Linked DNA regions of Arachis hypogaea: region 2 is linked to region 1. Evidence: chromatin contacts called from public Hi-C data. All regions are on one chromosome and are shown on one strand. The core of a region is the stretch at or near the end of the contact, and the rest is flanking DNA. Distances in the headings are between cores, read along the strand shown. Region 1 has its middle 11 kb from the start of LOC112772367. Region 2 holds the start of LOC112771012 (mRNA-decapping enzyme-like protein).

Region 1 (7,852 bases), core at 2,130-4,629:
TGCCTCCGGAAGCATTTTTGACTACGACACCTGTACAAAAAAACATTAGTAGAAAAAACAGTTTCTTTATCAAACTTTCATACAACTCTGTCATTTCTATCATTTGTTAGTTTTTTTTTTTTGGTGACTCTGTCATTTGTTAGTTTAACTGGCCTTAAAGTATTATGTAACCGATTAACTAATTTTATCTTCTATTGATTTAATTCTCGCCTCCATTAAAATTTTTAAATTCACTTTATTCCATCTCAGAACCCACAGTTTCCCTATAACAGATCATTTTTGGTTTGAAAAAGAAAAGAGCATCGAGAACCAAGCTTTTAAAGAACTATTCTATAGCCAGACATGCTCCCAAAATCGAGTCCTTTTTTCGTCACCTATTTCCATAGACAAGCTAGCAATCATCTTGTCCTTCACATGTGTTCCTTAATCTATAATTGACAAATATCCTTCCATGAACCTCTTCTAGCAGGTAGTGTCTGATTATACAACATCTTATTGGGATTCAGATTATTACATGAGCATGCCATCTTCTATAACGGACAATTCTCTTTAGAAAAACGTCACCACCACTTAAACAGAAGGCATGTGTTACGAATCGCTGCATCTTCGACCTCAGTCCACTTAATTTTTTTGGAGCTTGCACCACTTTCTACCTAATCAATGTCATACCATTCTTACCATCCTCCTTACTCTATAAAAATCTTCTCTGTAGTAAAATTAACTTCTTTGCAACAATCTTCGACATCTTATACAAACTTAAGTAGTGTAATGACAAACTATTTAACACAAATTTAATAAGAACTAATTTATCCGTTTTATTGAATACTTTAGCTTTTTATAAGTAGAATTTCTTCTCTACTTTGTCTATGATCGATTTTCAAATCTTCATCAACTTTAAATTTATTCTTAAAAAAATTCTAAGATATTTAATTGAATGAGTATTCTCTTTACACTCCAGCTAGCTACATAGACTCTGCACTATGTTTGCAATTAATCAGGATCAAATTAAACTGAATTTATAAAATTAATGTTTAGTCCTGACATCACGTTAAAATATTGCAAAAGGCTCTTGTAATTCTTTATGATCACCTCTTCATATGAGTAAAATAATATAATAATTTTATTGTAGTTGTATTTTAGAATTACTAGACCGCGTTGAATCAAATGGTGGGTCCCATTTTAAATGGTCCAAATTTATAAATATCAATAAGTGACATTTAAGTTAATTTGTTATGTTAATAAATTTATTTAATTTTTTGTTTGATCCTTTTAATAACAAAAATAGATTGACTAAAAAATTAGCTATGATTTGTATATCCAAATTAAAATAAATTGAAATAAAAAATTATACTAAGAAGAAAAGACTCTGTTTAAAGCTACTAATTCAAATATAAAAATAGTCAATTATTTATATTTGTAATTAAATTAAATGTTAAAATTATAATTTCAGTAATTATTAGAAAATTTGTGTTTTAATAAAAATTAAAAATCTATTATAAAGTCAAAAATTCCATTTTGGTTTTAATTAAGTGTTAATTATAATTTTTTAATTAAAATTAAGGTATTATTTCATTTCAAATACACTTTTTTAATTATAATTTCTGAATCAAATAACCTAATGTGTTTTCTTTCCTTCATAATTAACAAACATAATTAGAAGTAAGTGAATACAAATTTTTTATAAACCGGTTTGTTTATAAAACTGACCCAACCAAGTTTAATTTACAATGATCCAATTACAATGGTATAATTAATTATTTTTGTTAGACCACTCTTTTCTTTCAGTCAATAAGAGAGTAATCATGTCCACATGATCTGTGTACCAAAGTGCATCTAAGAGAACCCAAGAACATTTATATAGACGAGAGAAATAACAAACTGAATTAACTCCCATAATCACATATAACCGAATTTTTATAAGTGTCTTAACTAACTATATAACTAATTTATCTGAAATAAAGTAGTTGTTTTTTATTTCTGATATTTTTACAGCCCCTCAAGCTAGCTCAAGGAAGCTCTAGAGAAGACTATGAGTTTGTCCCTAAACACATCAAAGTTTGCTTGTGCCAAATACTATCTTAGAATATCTGCTCAGTGTCATCAAGATAAACAAGAATATAAATAGCAGTAAATCTAACAAAAAGGAAGTTGTCATTTATAAATCCAAAAGCAAAAAAGGTTGTTGGGATAAGGCCTAGTTTAGCTTACAAGCCAAGTTAGAATTAGAGTCATGGAAACAAGGTTGTTGAATTATGAAAACATGTTCATTAAAAAAAACCATGTCTACTCTTTTTCTTTTAATGTATTTTTTTTTGTTTGAATTTTTTTTGGATAAAATATACTTTTTGTCCCTAAAATTTGGCAAAAGTTTCAAAAATACTCCTAAGTTTTATTTAGTTTTAATTTTGTCCTAAAAATTTTTGAAAAATTTTCAAAAAATTTAAGACCAATCTAACAATAATGCATGAAAATTATGCTTGATTTGCTTGTGTTAAGGGTTATTTTTATGACATTGTTGTTGAATTGGTCTTCAATTTTTTGAAAAATTATCCGTTTGAGGTATATGTGATGCAAATCGAAAACTTTTGAAACAAAATTGAAACAAAATAAAATTTAGAAGTATTTTAAAAACTTTTGTCTTTAAAATAAAAAGTATACTTTATCTTTCTTTTTTTTTTGGTGGCTAGAAGTCCAAAGAAAAATTACAACTCTTAGATAATATTGAGATTTTAGTTTAATAGTTAAATATGTTACTTTTTAATATGTTGCATCTGGATTCAAATTTTAGGGGTGGCCAAATAGTAGATAAAATCTTTAAATGCGTGTATGAGTGTGTGATGCTTAGGATTGGAAGATATCCAATCTATCGGACCAAAAAAAAAAAAAAACACAGAATAATATAACCCCTCTTATATCATCATTTAGTATCTTGGAAACGAATCCTCTCAAATTTTTATTTCACTTAAAAGGATAAAGTATAATATTTCATCATATATAGAATTAAATATCACACTTTACACTTTACTCTCTCAATTAAAGAAATTGAAAGGATCTATTCTCTTCGTACATTTGGGGGAGAATCTAAAAAATGGAAACTAAGATATGCTAATAGAATTCTTCTTCTAATTTTGAAACAAGCAGAAAAAGAGATCACTAAAATGGGCCGAATGATTTTTGTCCACTGCCAACAGTATTTATTGGACTATAGATTTATGTTGGGCCGTGAGCAGTGAATAGAATTTTTATGAACCCGTAAAAAACCTGTCCAGAAAAACATAACAGGAAAAAAACGATGAGGGAAAACGAAATAGACAAATTCATTGGACCAAAAATATGGTGTCACATAAGTTAGGTAAAACAATTTGACCGTAAAGATCATGACCAAAAAAAAAAAAAAATTGACCGTAAAGATGTGCAATATCATGCAATATATATATATATATGCTAGTTCCAAGGTTAGAACCCATAATAAAATCATTACCAAAAAAATAAATAAATAATAAAATTATTATCTTGATAAATTGTGGGGTGCTATAGAAATGGTGCTTTTCTTTGCTTTCTAGAGAAAAAAAAAAAGCAGCTTTCTTAAATACAAAGAAAAAAAAATATTTTTTACATATTCTTATAAATTTTATAAAATAAAAAGTTTCTTCAACTTTTTCTTAAAGACTAAACAGAGTAACTCTTTATTAAAATAAACTTTTATCTTTTTTCACTCTAAATAAACAAAATATCAAATTGTAAAAGCATCTTTTGAATAATGAGAATCAAACCACCCAAAGTCATATAAAGAAAATAATAGAACAAGATCAACGAAGTTTGTGTACTAATAACAAAGTTATTTGGATAGTTATTAGAATTAAATCGGTAATTGACTTAATTAGAGTACTAATATTGGATTACTAGTTTAATTGCTGAGTTATTAGTTGAATCATTTACTTGGATATAATTATATTATTTTATTTTTTTTATAATAAGTATTTTTTTAATTTTATTTTTGTATTAACTTAACTTTTATTTTTTAATTTTAATAATTTATTAATTAATTTATGTCTATTATATGCTTCAAATATTTATTAAAAAATATAATATAATTATAAAAAATATATTCTGATTAATAAAAATATTTTTGTCCTCTTTCTTAATTTATAAATATTTCATAAAATTTAATGTTTGTTTCAAAAATTATATATAATCAAAATATTATTAATTTGAGAAAAGGTGAGTCGAAAACTAAAATCAACATTAAAATGAACAAGTATAAACAATTTTATCAAAGATATTATATCATGTATATTAATTAGCACATAATAACACAACAAATAAGTTAGTCTAATAGTTCAAGTAATTTATGTTGGAATAAATAATTTTATTAACCCAGATCATTCATATTAAATCACAAAAAATATATTATAATACGAAAGGGTACCTTTACTCAGAAAAGTCAAAAATTGATGGAAGGATTTGGATTTTGTGGTTCTTTCGATCTTCCTCAACTAAAGCCTTCTGTATTCCTGAGTGGCTGAATTGCAACTCTTCTGATGGAGAAAGAGCACAAAGGCGACTTTGGTATGTTGGAGACCGAAACCCTGAAGGCACTATTTATATTTGAGCATGACACCCATTAAATCCTAAAACCCAAATAAAATAGTATCTAAAGTCCAAAAGATAATATATCCAAAATCCAAAAGATAATTATCTAAGGAACAAAAGATAATATCTGGTTTTATTCTCATTTAATTCAAAATTAAAAGTAATTATGACTTATTCAATTTAGCATTTATAACAATAAATGAGATCACTATTATATAAGTTATTTAATTTGAAATAGCATAATTTGTGATTATAATTAATATATGTATTGCCCACAAACAAATTAGGAAATTAAAATAATTTTCTAACAATCTCCCACTTGGGCTATACATATATTCTTTCTTGACATAATCACATCTTATAAACTTTATGCGCGCATCTGAATGCTATTTCTCTCATTACTTTAACAATCTGGTCCGTCTCATATATTAGATATGGAATCACCGCAACTTTTATCACATTAAATGTCGTGACTAAACCACGACAATCACCATACTAATATACTTAACGACATAGATCAAATTTAGATGAGTAATATGAAAATTACATGCCAAGTGATCTCATGCATGTCTACTTCTAGCTAGTCCAACTTTAAAACTTTATTAAGATCAAACACAATACAAATATTGTAAAATGAACATTTCACATAACATAAAATAAACCATCAACTTAATTCTACAGAAAAATAATTCAATATCTGTCATAGGACATATAGCATAAAATAAACTCCCACTAAACCAAGGCATCACAAATATTGACACCCATTCGAGCAGTGTGCTCATGAAAGACTTTAGGGATCAATCCCTTGGTTAATGGGTCTGCTAGCATATATTCTGTTCCTATATGTTCTATGAAAATCTGTTTTTTACTTTTTCTTAAACTTTCTCCATGACAACTAAGAAGTTGATGTCTGTATGCTTCGATTTTGTCAAGCTCTTATTGTTGTTGGAGTATAGTACTGCTGACTTATTATCACAAAATATCTTTAATAACCTTTCGATGTCATCTATTATACGAAGCTCAGTGACAATGTTTCGCAACCATATGCCATGAAATCGGAATCAGAGTACCCAATGATCTCCAAATTTTCTGATCTCCGATAAGTAAGCATGTAATCCTTTGTTCTCTTTAGATAATGCATTATGCGTTTAACAACTATCCAATGATCTATGCGCGGATTGCTCAAGTATCTACCTAACATTCCCACTATAAATAATATATCAGAATGTGTGCAGACTTGAGCATATATTAAATTCCCTAGTGCTGATGCATAAGGTTTATCATGCATTACTGTCTTCTCAAGATCATTTTTAGGGCATTGCTTGAGACTGAATTTGTCTCTTTTAACTACGGGTGTGTCCATTGGTCTATAACTTTCATGCCATATCTACTTAAAATCTTTTCAATATAGTTCTTTTGAGATAATCCAAGAATACCTTGAGAGCGATCTCTTAGTATCTCGATTCCTAATACAAAAGAGGTATCACCAAGATCTTTCATTTCAAATTTGTTCGGTAGAAATTTTTTAGTTTTATGCGACAAGCCTATATCGTTACTGGAAAGTAGAATGTCATCAATATATAAGACCAAAATATGTATTTACTCCCACTGAACTTCCAGTATACACATTTATCTATAATATTTACCTCAAAACCGTATGAGGTAATGACTTGATTAAACTTGTGATGCCATTGACGGGAAGCTTGTTTGAGACCATAGATGAATTTTTTCCTTTATCTGTTGGATCTCTTTAATGACACTTCTTGAGATTGTTAAGCTTGCTATATAGGTTGTGGTTGAGGAGGAATCTCATCATTTTCCTGTATTGTAGCAGTATCTTGAGCAACAACAATATTCTCATTGTTCTCTTGTACTGTAACTAGATCTATAGTAGGATTATCATTGTGCTCTTGTACTATAACTGTATCTTGAACAATAATAGGCACAAGGACCTGATCATTGTCAGTTACAGAATCCTCATCAAAAGCAACATTCCTAATATTTTCTTCCCCCCAAACTCAACATCCTCAAGAAATCTCGCATTTCCCGTTTCAAACATAGACCTTGATGCAAGATTGTAAAACTTGTACTCCTGTAAACGCTCAACGTAACCAACAAAATAGCAACTAATTGTCATTGAGTCCAATTTTCTTTCATGCAGCCTATAAGGTCGCGTCTCAACTGGACATCCCCAAATATGCAAATGCTTTATACTAGACCTTTTTCCAGTCTAAATTTCATATGGCATTTTGTTAATTGCTTTGCTTGGCACCCTATTAAGGATGTACACTGCGGTCTTTAAGGCTTCTCCCCAGAGTGATTCAGGCAATGAAAAATGTCTAATCATACTTCTCACCATGTTCTTAAGAGTTCGGTTCCTTCGCTCTGCAACACCATTCATGCTAGGTTTGCCTAGCATGGTATATTGCGGAACAATACCACACTCCTCTAGGAAAAGGGCAAAAGGTCCGGGATGTTGCTCACCTGACCCGTCATATCTTTCATAGTATTCATCACCACGATCAGATTTGACAACTTTAATTTTCTTTCCAAGTTGAAGTTCAACTTCAGCTTTGGAAGACTTGAAAACATCCAAGGCTTGGGACTTTTTATGAATTAAACATAGATACCCGTAACGAGAGTAATCATCTAAGAACGTAATAAAGTACCGTTGTCCATTCCAAGAGACAGTAGAAAATGGGCCACATATATCGGTATATATCCATTTTAATACATCTTTAGCTCTCTCGGCACCTAATTTCTTTTTGTTTGTCCTTTTCCCCTTTATGCACTCAATGCAAACTTCAAAGTCAGCCAAATTTAGGGGTCCAAGAATTTCATCCGACACGAGCCTCTGAATTCTCTGTTTAGAGATGTGACCTAGGTGTTTGTGCCATAATGATGCCGAATTCTCATTTAGATTTTGTTTTGTACCTGCTTACAGTATTTCATTATTATAGGAATTCAAATCAAGCTTATATAGATTATCTACCAAATGACCAGAGCAAATATTATTCGAATTATAAAAGAGACTAACTTTAATATTTCTGAACGAACAAAAATAACCTGATTTGTCCAAACGAGAAAAAGAAACCCAAATTCTGTCTAAATGACGGTACATAAAATGTCTCTAATAAATCCAAGTAAAATCCACTCGTGGAGCATATTCTAAAGGTTCCTATAGCTTCGACTACAACTATATTGCCGTCTGCCACATAGATGTATTTTTCAGCATCACTTGGCGGTCGGCTCCACAGGC
Region 2 (7,852 bases), core at 3,564-6,063, 110 kb after region 1:
TAAAAATTTTTACATTATCCTAATCCTAACCCTAATTACTATTCAAAAATATTTTTATAACTAAATTAGGTTTTGATAATTTGAATTTAAATTAATTAAAATTCTTATATATTTTTTATAATTTTGGATATTTCATATATTTAAAATTTAAAAATTTTAATAATTAAAAATTAATAAAAATTTTATATGCTTTAATTTAAATATTAAAATTTTAAATTAGAATACTTAATTAAAAATTAATTAGCAAATTAATAATTAAATAATATTTTTAAATTTTTTTAAAAAATTAAATTAAATCTTAAATTAATACTCTATACCTTAATTTGATTAAAATTATCAATTCTAACCCTAAAATTCAAAACACACGCTAGGCTTCATAACCCTATCCCTCACTCCTTATTACCCCCTAATCCCCTTACCCACGGTTCGAAAGAAAGAAGGAAAGGAAGGAAGAAAAGAGAAAGCGAGGGCGCAGGGAGAAGAATAGAGGGAGGTGATGGCACCGGCAAGGCTGGGTGCCGCCGTCGCCGTCGCCGCCGACGTCGTCGTTGTCAGAATCGAGAAGGAGAGGGAGGAGATGTTGAGAGAGAGGGACGTCGTCCAGCCAAACGCGAGAGAGAGAGAGAGGGAGAGAGAGAGGGGGGCCACCGTAATCCACGCAGTCGCTGGAGGGATCATCGCACGTCACTGCTGTTGTCAAGATCGACGCCGTCATCGTCCAATGTCGTCGTCGCCTCACCATTGAAGAAGAGAGGGAGAAGAGAACGCATGCCAGTGGCCCAGGGGGAGGAGTTGCCGCCATTTGCTCCATTCCGTCGCTGTCTGCATGCTCAGGTATGTTTGTTCCCTCTTCCTTTGACTCCTTCACTAAAAAATGTACCAAATTCCTAAGCTAAAAACCAAATTGAGCTTTAGGGTTCTATTAAGTTGTAATCTGATAACTTTAAATCTGATAGGTTTAATGTTTTAATGTACCCGTTCACTTTGTGCTTGATGTGTTAGTTGTGTTTTGCTTGACAGAGGTATGAATATGGTTGCATCTGCATAATTGAGTAGGCTGAAAATTTACTTGATTATTCGTGAGATCACAATATTTGGTGGATGGTAGGCTTCTCCTACTTTTGTACGGGGAACCTATGGAACCTTAATCCAGATTGCAACTTGCCTTGGCATATTGGGAGCTTTATTGATTGGAATCCCTGTAAAAAAATCTCTGGATGGTATGATTTAAATTTGAAATCATATTTTATACTTATTACTAGTCATACGCGATGTTAAATAGACCTTTTTTGGGCCCCTGGTGGCGGGTTTGTTTCGGGGCATCTACTTTTTCTGCTGGCATACTTGCTCTGGGAATGATCTTCTATGCAAAGAGTCCACATTGGTTATACAAGGTTGGCAGCTAATATTAGATGAAATTTTTTCTATTTTCATCGTTTTATTGTAACTTATTGCTGAATCCCATGAAATTTGTAATGTTGATAATACAAATTGTTTAAGAGTTCCTCTTATGTTGCCTTTGAATGTATGCTTGATATCAAGCTTTTTTTTGGGTCAATAAATAAAATCTTGAATATGCCTTGTTATGTTGCTGTTGTATCTGTTTACTCTCTCATTTTAGTGTTGGATTAAGTTTGTCAGTAAAAACGTTGAAGAATATATATGTCCTATGATTTGTAGTTCTCGAAATCTTCTCTTCACTTATTTGCCTGTTCTCGTTGTTCTATTTAAAATCTGACTTTTATGGGCGTGAATAGAACACTGTTCTGTTTACTCCTCTAGCCTTGTCAACGTCAGATATAAATAAAATAGTATTGATCTTCACTGGTCAGTGAGACAGAAGATCATTCATTACCTAGTGTTTGTAGCTTTTGAATGTTCCTTTTTACTTCTCTTCATTGCGTTTTCATTCTTGTATCTCTCTGGTTTCCATACTTCACATAACACCTGGTGGTTTCTCTCTATGATGATATAGCAAGGAAGAATTGCTGAAGCAGAAGCCACATTTGAGAGGCTTCTGGGTGCTTCAGAAGCAAAATTTGCTATGTCATAATTATTTAAGGTAGATAGAGGAGATGACACTAATACCATGAAGCTCTCAAAATTATCTAAATATAATATTTTGATGTGTTCTATACTTTTTGAAAAGAGACTTTATCCGGTATTACATGTAATGAATAAATTACACTCTATTTTGATTTGTGTTATTTGGACTAAACATATATCTATCTTATAATGTAACTTTTATGATTTAGATTTCCTGAATTTCTCATTTTTAGATTTATTTTGTAATTATCACCATTTTGTGATGTCATTATGCTTTAACAAAAAACTAAATCTCATAAAATAAAATAGGCTATGGTCACGGTTTTAAGGTGGAGTGACTACAGATAAGCTATGGTCACGGTTTTAAGGTGGGGTGACCACAGAGACTATGGTCACTATTTTAAGGAAGGGTGACCATAGAGGCTATAGTCACGGTTTTAAGTGGGGGTGAGTGGTGACAATAGAAGCTATACCGTGACCATAGATTAGGCTATGGTCACAGTTTAACGTGGGGTGACCATAGAGGCTATGGTCACGGTTTTACGCGTAACCATAGATTAACCTATGGTCATGGTAAAAAAACGTGGCCTAAAGTGCCAGAATTTGAATACTACAACCGTGACCATAGATAAAAAAAACCGTGACCATAGGTCTATGGCCACGGCAAAATAGGCTACGGTGGAAAAACCGTGACCATAGGTCAAAAACTGTGACCATAGACCTTTTTTTTTGTAGTGTAATCTGATTTTCCGATCAACCTGAACATTGGGATTCTTTAAATACTCAGCAATTGATTTTCTCCAATCATTATCATCCCATTCATCAGTTGCCAAGATTTCTCTTAATTCAATGGGCACAAGGATCTATTGAACCTCTGCCAGCTTTTCCAAAGTTTTAGGAAAAACCTTATATCTCGAAGCAACTTGAGCTAACTCATTTGCAACCTCATTTCGAACTCTTGGAATATGAACTAATAATACTTTTCGAAATAAAACAAATACTTCTGCAATCTTTCATTTGTACATTTAAAATTTTTCAACAATTGTTTTAAAACTAATTGAGAATCTCGTAAGATTTGGACATCTAATGCACCCTTACTGATCAATATTTTTAACCCCAATATTAAAGCCTCATATTTGGCTACATTATTCGAACATGGATATTTTAATTCAAACAAAAATTTTGATGGAACCCCTTTCGGGGATATAATCAAAATACCAACACCAACACCATCTTTATGTTTCGACCCATCAAAATATAACTTCCAAGATTCGCCATTGACAATATTTGCCCCTTGGTCATTAAGATTATTTGGTCAATCAACCAAAAAATCTGCAATGACCTGTCCTTTCACTGCCTTGGCCGGGACATACTACAAATCAAACTCTGTCAAAGCAAGCATCCATTTTCCTAATCGTCCCTGTAATATTAGGTAAGATAACATATATTTCATATAACATTTTAACTTTGTACAAGCGTAATAAAGAGAAACACACAATTTCTTGATACGAGAATATCTCGTCTCAATATCAGACAACACTCTACTTAGGTAATAAATAGCTCTCTCATGTCTCTCTTCATCGTCTTGGGCCAACATACACCCAATAGTGTTTGTCGAAGCTACAACATACAATTTTAAAAGTTCCAAAGTATGAACTGTAGCTGTTATTGGTTTCTTGGACAAATACTCCTTGATGGAAGCGAATGCTACTTGATGTTCATTCGTCCACACATATTGTGACTCATCTTTAAGTTTGACTAAAGGAGAAAAAATTTGAGTTCGACCAGATAAATTGGAAATAAGCTGTCGAAAGAAATTGACTTTTCCTTAGAAAGATTGAACTTCTTTTTTCGACATTGGAGGTGGTAATTCGAGAATTGCTTTAGCTTTATTTTGATTGACAGCAATTCCTTTCTTTTGAACCACAAATCCTAAAAAATTTTCTGCAGATACTCCAAATGCATATTTTAAAAGATTCATTTTTAAAACTTTTTAACGCATTGTCTTGAAAGCCTGACATAAATAATCAAGATGTTGATCAATCGAACTCGACTTCACCATCACATCATCGAGTGGATCTTGGGACTTAAATCCCTTTTCTGTATGATCATCATTAACTGATAATTTTTCAAAATCCAAATGTTCGAGATCATATATACAATCAAAAGAAAGATCAACTGAATCATGTGAGGAGAAACAAACTTTATCAAAATCATCAGCCAAATCGGCGGTCGAGTCAGTTACAAAGCAAACATCTCGGGATACATCTATATAGAACTGGCCAACAATACTAGACCTAGGAATGGGAATACATGCTGCAGAAAGTAAATTACTACCAGATTCGATTTTAGGAATCAAAACCGTGCTAACAATTGAATTACATATTACTGAATTTGAATCCTTATTTCACTCAACTTTCTCGAAAGAATCATCACTAGAAATTAAACAACATGCTGCGAAAAAACTACTTAAATAATTTTTTAAAGAAAGTAAATAGTTTGACACATCTTGATCATCAACCATTTTAAAACACAATCGAACTATTTAACAAAAGATCAATTACTCCCATCCTTTAGGAGTGTAATCAAGCTTTGGATGTCGAAGCTTCACATTCAGCCCCTTTGAAGTCAAAAAACAACCTTCACAGTTGTAATAATTAAGCATCCTATCGACATTAAGAGGTTTCATCTTGTCATTTATACTTTAAAATCGACACGCATTTGTTCAATATAAAGGCTTTCATCTGCCTTTACACTACAAAAAAAACTGGTTAAAATGTCATTAATATTAAGGCAGTTTCATAAAAATGCCACAATACTCATGAATTAAGGCGGTTTATGTCACCGCCATAATGTATTTGTAAGGGAAGGACATTTTTAATGATTTTGGCAGTAATAACTGTTGTTAGAAGAAAACCCAACCTAAACCTAATTGCAAATCGCAGAGGAGAGCGTGAGCAACGAGCTTCTCCTCCAGTGGCTTCTTCTCCTCTATTGATGCGAGCTTCTCCTCTATTATTGTGAGCTTCTCTGCCATTGATGCGAGCTTCTCCTCTATCGAACTTCTGCGCTCTATGTTGTGTGAGCTTCTTACCCTAGCTCGTCTTCTCCGTGTCCGTTCTCACTTTTAGGTTTGTATACAAAATTCTCATCCTCTTCTTCTTCATCTTCTTTTGATTCATGATTTGTTACTTCCTCTTGATTATTACTATTCTTTCGATTCCTTGTTTTATGTGTGTGAGAGTTGTGTTGGTGTGGCAGAATTCAAAAACGACATCGCCGCTGCTCTGCGAGCTTCTCCTCCATCAATGATTCTTCCCCTCCATCGGTGTCATGTCCATCAATGCTTCTCCTCTGATGGTACATTTGCTTCCATTGATGCGATTTGCTAGGTATTCTATTAGTTTCTATTCTTCGAGCTTCTCTTCTCCTCATCAACCTTATTTCGTTTGATTCTAGGTTTTGATTGTTCTATGCTAACTGCTACTTATTTTATTTAATTTCAGGTTTTGATTTTCTTCCTTGTTCAATTTATTTTTAGGTAAAAAATTGGGAACAATTTTTTGAATATCAAAACTAAATCAAATTATCTTAGGCTTGTTTCTTTTTCTAATTCCAATTATCCTTTCTTTGTTACTATGCGGTTTTAATGATAATGCACTTAACGATAATTTATGTGACATTAATCTATGTTCATGCTTTGAGGAACTTAGCGGCTGTTCCTTGATGTTCTCTCCGATTCCTTGTTCCGTCTCAGGATTGCACGTTAATATTTAGATAGAATATTGAAACAAAAAGACAAGTTGAAGAAACACAGTGCACCGGGAGATTCCAGAAAGGAAGCTCAAGCAGCGCTGCTCATATTGGTCTGTATTTTATTGGTTGTGCATCCACTATTCCTCTTCTCTTATGCATGTCTATTAAAATAGAATTGTGGTTTTTCACAGCTGCAATCATTCAGTACTTTATCATCGGTGGAGGTAGCAAAGCAAGAACTGCTGGAAATTCAGGTCAGATTCTAAGCCTTAGTACATAAGCAAGGATTTAACTTTTAACTTTTATGAGATACATTAATAATTTCTGGTGTTATTTTGCAAAGCAGGAAGGAAAAAGTAACCTCAAGGCTAAGGAGCCACTTCTTCAATGCATTCATGCTTACAGGGAGGTAAAATTAACTATCTATTCTTCTTAAAGTAGGAAAGAAGGGAATGAATTTGCTTTAGTTACCTTCCCATCAATTTGAATTCCTATTTTGTTTATTTAATGTCTGTTTAAAAAATTGAGTTCATGAGTTGCAGGGAGCAAGATGACTACGAGGTTGTGAGGAAGGTGGGAAGAGGGAAATACAATGAGGTCTTTGATCTGAGGGCGTTCACTCCACCGATAATGAAAAATGCATCATCAAGATCCTCAAATCCGTCAAGAAGAAAAAGGTGAATCCAATCCCTACACCAATTGCAGTTTGTATTAACTAATATGACTGCTATTTTTAATTTAAAGCAACGCTGCTGTTTTCAGTTTTAGTATACTTTTTCACTTCATTCTATCCTCATATGGCAATGAATGCTGTGCTGGGGCTTCAATGGCCAACTTTGGTCCAGTAGTTCACTTAGTTTGTTATTAAATTTCTAATTTCAAACCTGTAAGATTTTACCCTTTCCAATACTCTGGTTGTATATATAAGTTTGTACATCTTATAAGTTGTTATTTTGGTTGTGAGCTAAAGATGTCGCAGAGTCAGAGTAAGAAACTGATGCCGAATCTGGATAGGCAGAGCACCAAGGTGCTGAATCTCACTGTCCTCCAGCGCTTCAATCCCTTCATCGCCGAGATTCTTTTCACCGCCGCTCATGTCTCTTTCTACGAATTCAACATTGAAACTAATCAGTGGGTCCGTTCTCTCCCTCCCTCTCTCTCTCTCTCTCTCTCTTGACACATTTCTATAATCTCTCATCTCGTTTCTTCAATTTCTGGATGTATTCTTTTTTCCAGACTCGTAAGGACGTCGAAGGATCTCTATTTGTTGTCAAGAGGTCATCAATGAACATTGCTTCTTCCTCTTTCCATATGCTTCAGTTCATGTGCACTTTGATCCTTGACCAATTTCCCTTATTTTTTTATTTTGCATTTTTCAGGAATGTGTAGCCTCAGTTTCAGTTCATTGTCATGAATCGACAAAATACAGGTTCGGATTTGTGTTTCTTTTTTTTAATTGAATCCATTTTGTGGTGTTTTTAGTTCCAAGATTAACTGCTAAATGCTAATTAATGTTCAGTGCTGGATAGATTCAATCATTCAAATATATTTTGCATTATTGTTGCTGTAGATCGCATATTCTCTTTTTGGCAGTGCTTGATTTATTATTTCCTCATTGTTTGGAGAAATATAAATGTACTAGTGCTCTGCTCTCATTCATCTGTGTGCCTGATTTGTGCTATCAGTTTTCTGATTTGCAACTTTCTTTGTAATATTTGTTCTGACAGACAACCTAGTAGAAAATCTATTGGATTTTGAGTATGAACTTAAGAAGCCATACCTATTATATCGGAATGCGGCTCAAGAAGTTAATGGTATATGGTTTTACAATGAAGATGAATGTGAAGAAGACAGCATCTTAAATGGTTTTGCGGTCATTTTGGTAGAACTGTATCCCTGTTAGAAATTTGCAATTTAAATTAAAACATTGTTCACTATTTCTTACTTTTACCAAACTATTTTCAGCTGGCCTATATAAGTGGTTGTCATGTGACAATGGATTTAAAATTCCCATTCCAGTTAGAATATTATGAACTATAAAGGGATTTTC

The links. A called contact is a pair of places that touch in the nucleus more often than the background predicts.
Region 2: a Hi-C map of an unstated tissue shows a contact between it and region 1, with 4 times the contacts expected there. The contact joins the promoter of LOC112771012 here to the enhancer-like site in region 1. A contact is called at or near these places in 4 of 8 Hi-C or Micro-C datasets (leaf and an unstated tissue).

The regions. Positions count from the first base shown.
Region 1 is chr18:126,533,367-126,541,218 of arahy.Tifrunner.gnm2.J5K5, forward strand. No RefSeq gene overlaps it. Among protein-coding and RNA genes, the nearest start is that of LOC112772367, 11 kb to the left of the region's middle. Within about 2 kb of position 3,380, at least 2 of the 3 cell types and tissues checked have open chromatin away from gene starts, as enhancers often do.
Region 2 is chr18:126,642,609-126,650,460 of arahy.Tifrunner.gnm2.J5K5, forward strand. LOC112771012 (mRNA-decapping enzyme-like protein) reads left to right here and starts at 4,814. Exons shown (of 15, transcript XR_011875975.1): 1 at 4,814-5,177; 2 at 5,308-5,438; 3 at 5,553-5,587; 4 at 5,804-5,912; 5 at 5,994-6,056; 6 at 6,149-6,211; 7 at 6,345-6,479; 8 at 6,773-6,937; 9 at 7,039-7,079; 10 at 7,182-7,231; 11 at 7,530-7,616. LOC112772396 (a long non-coding RNA gene) reads left to right here and starts at 330. Exons shown (of 2, transcript XR_003187485.3): 1 at 330-834; 2 at 1,021-1,586.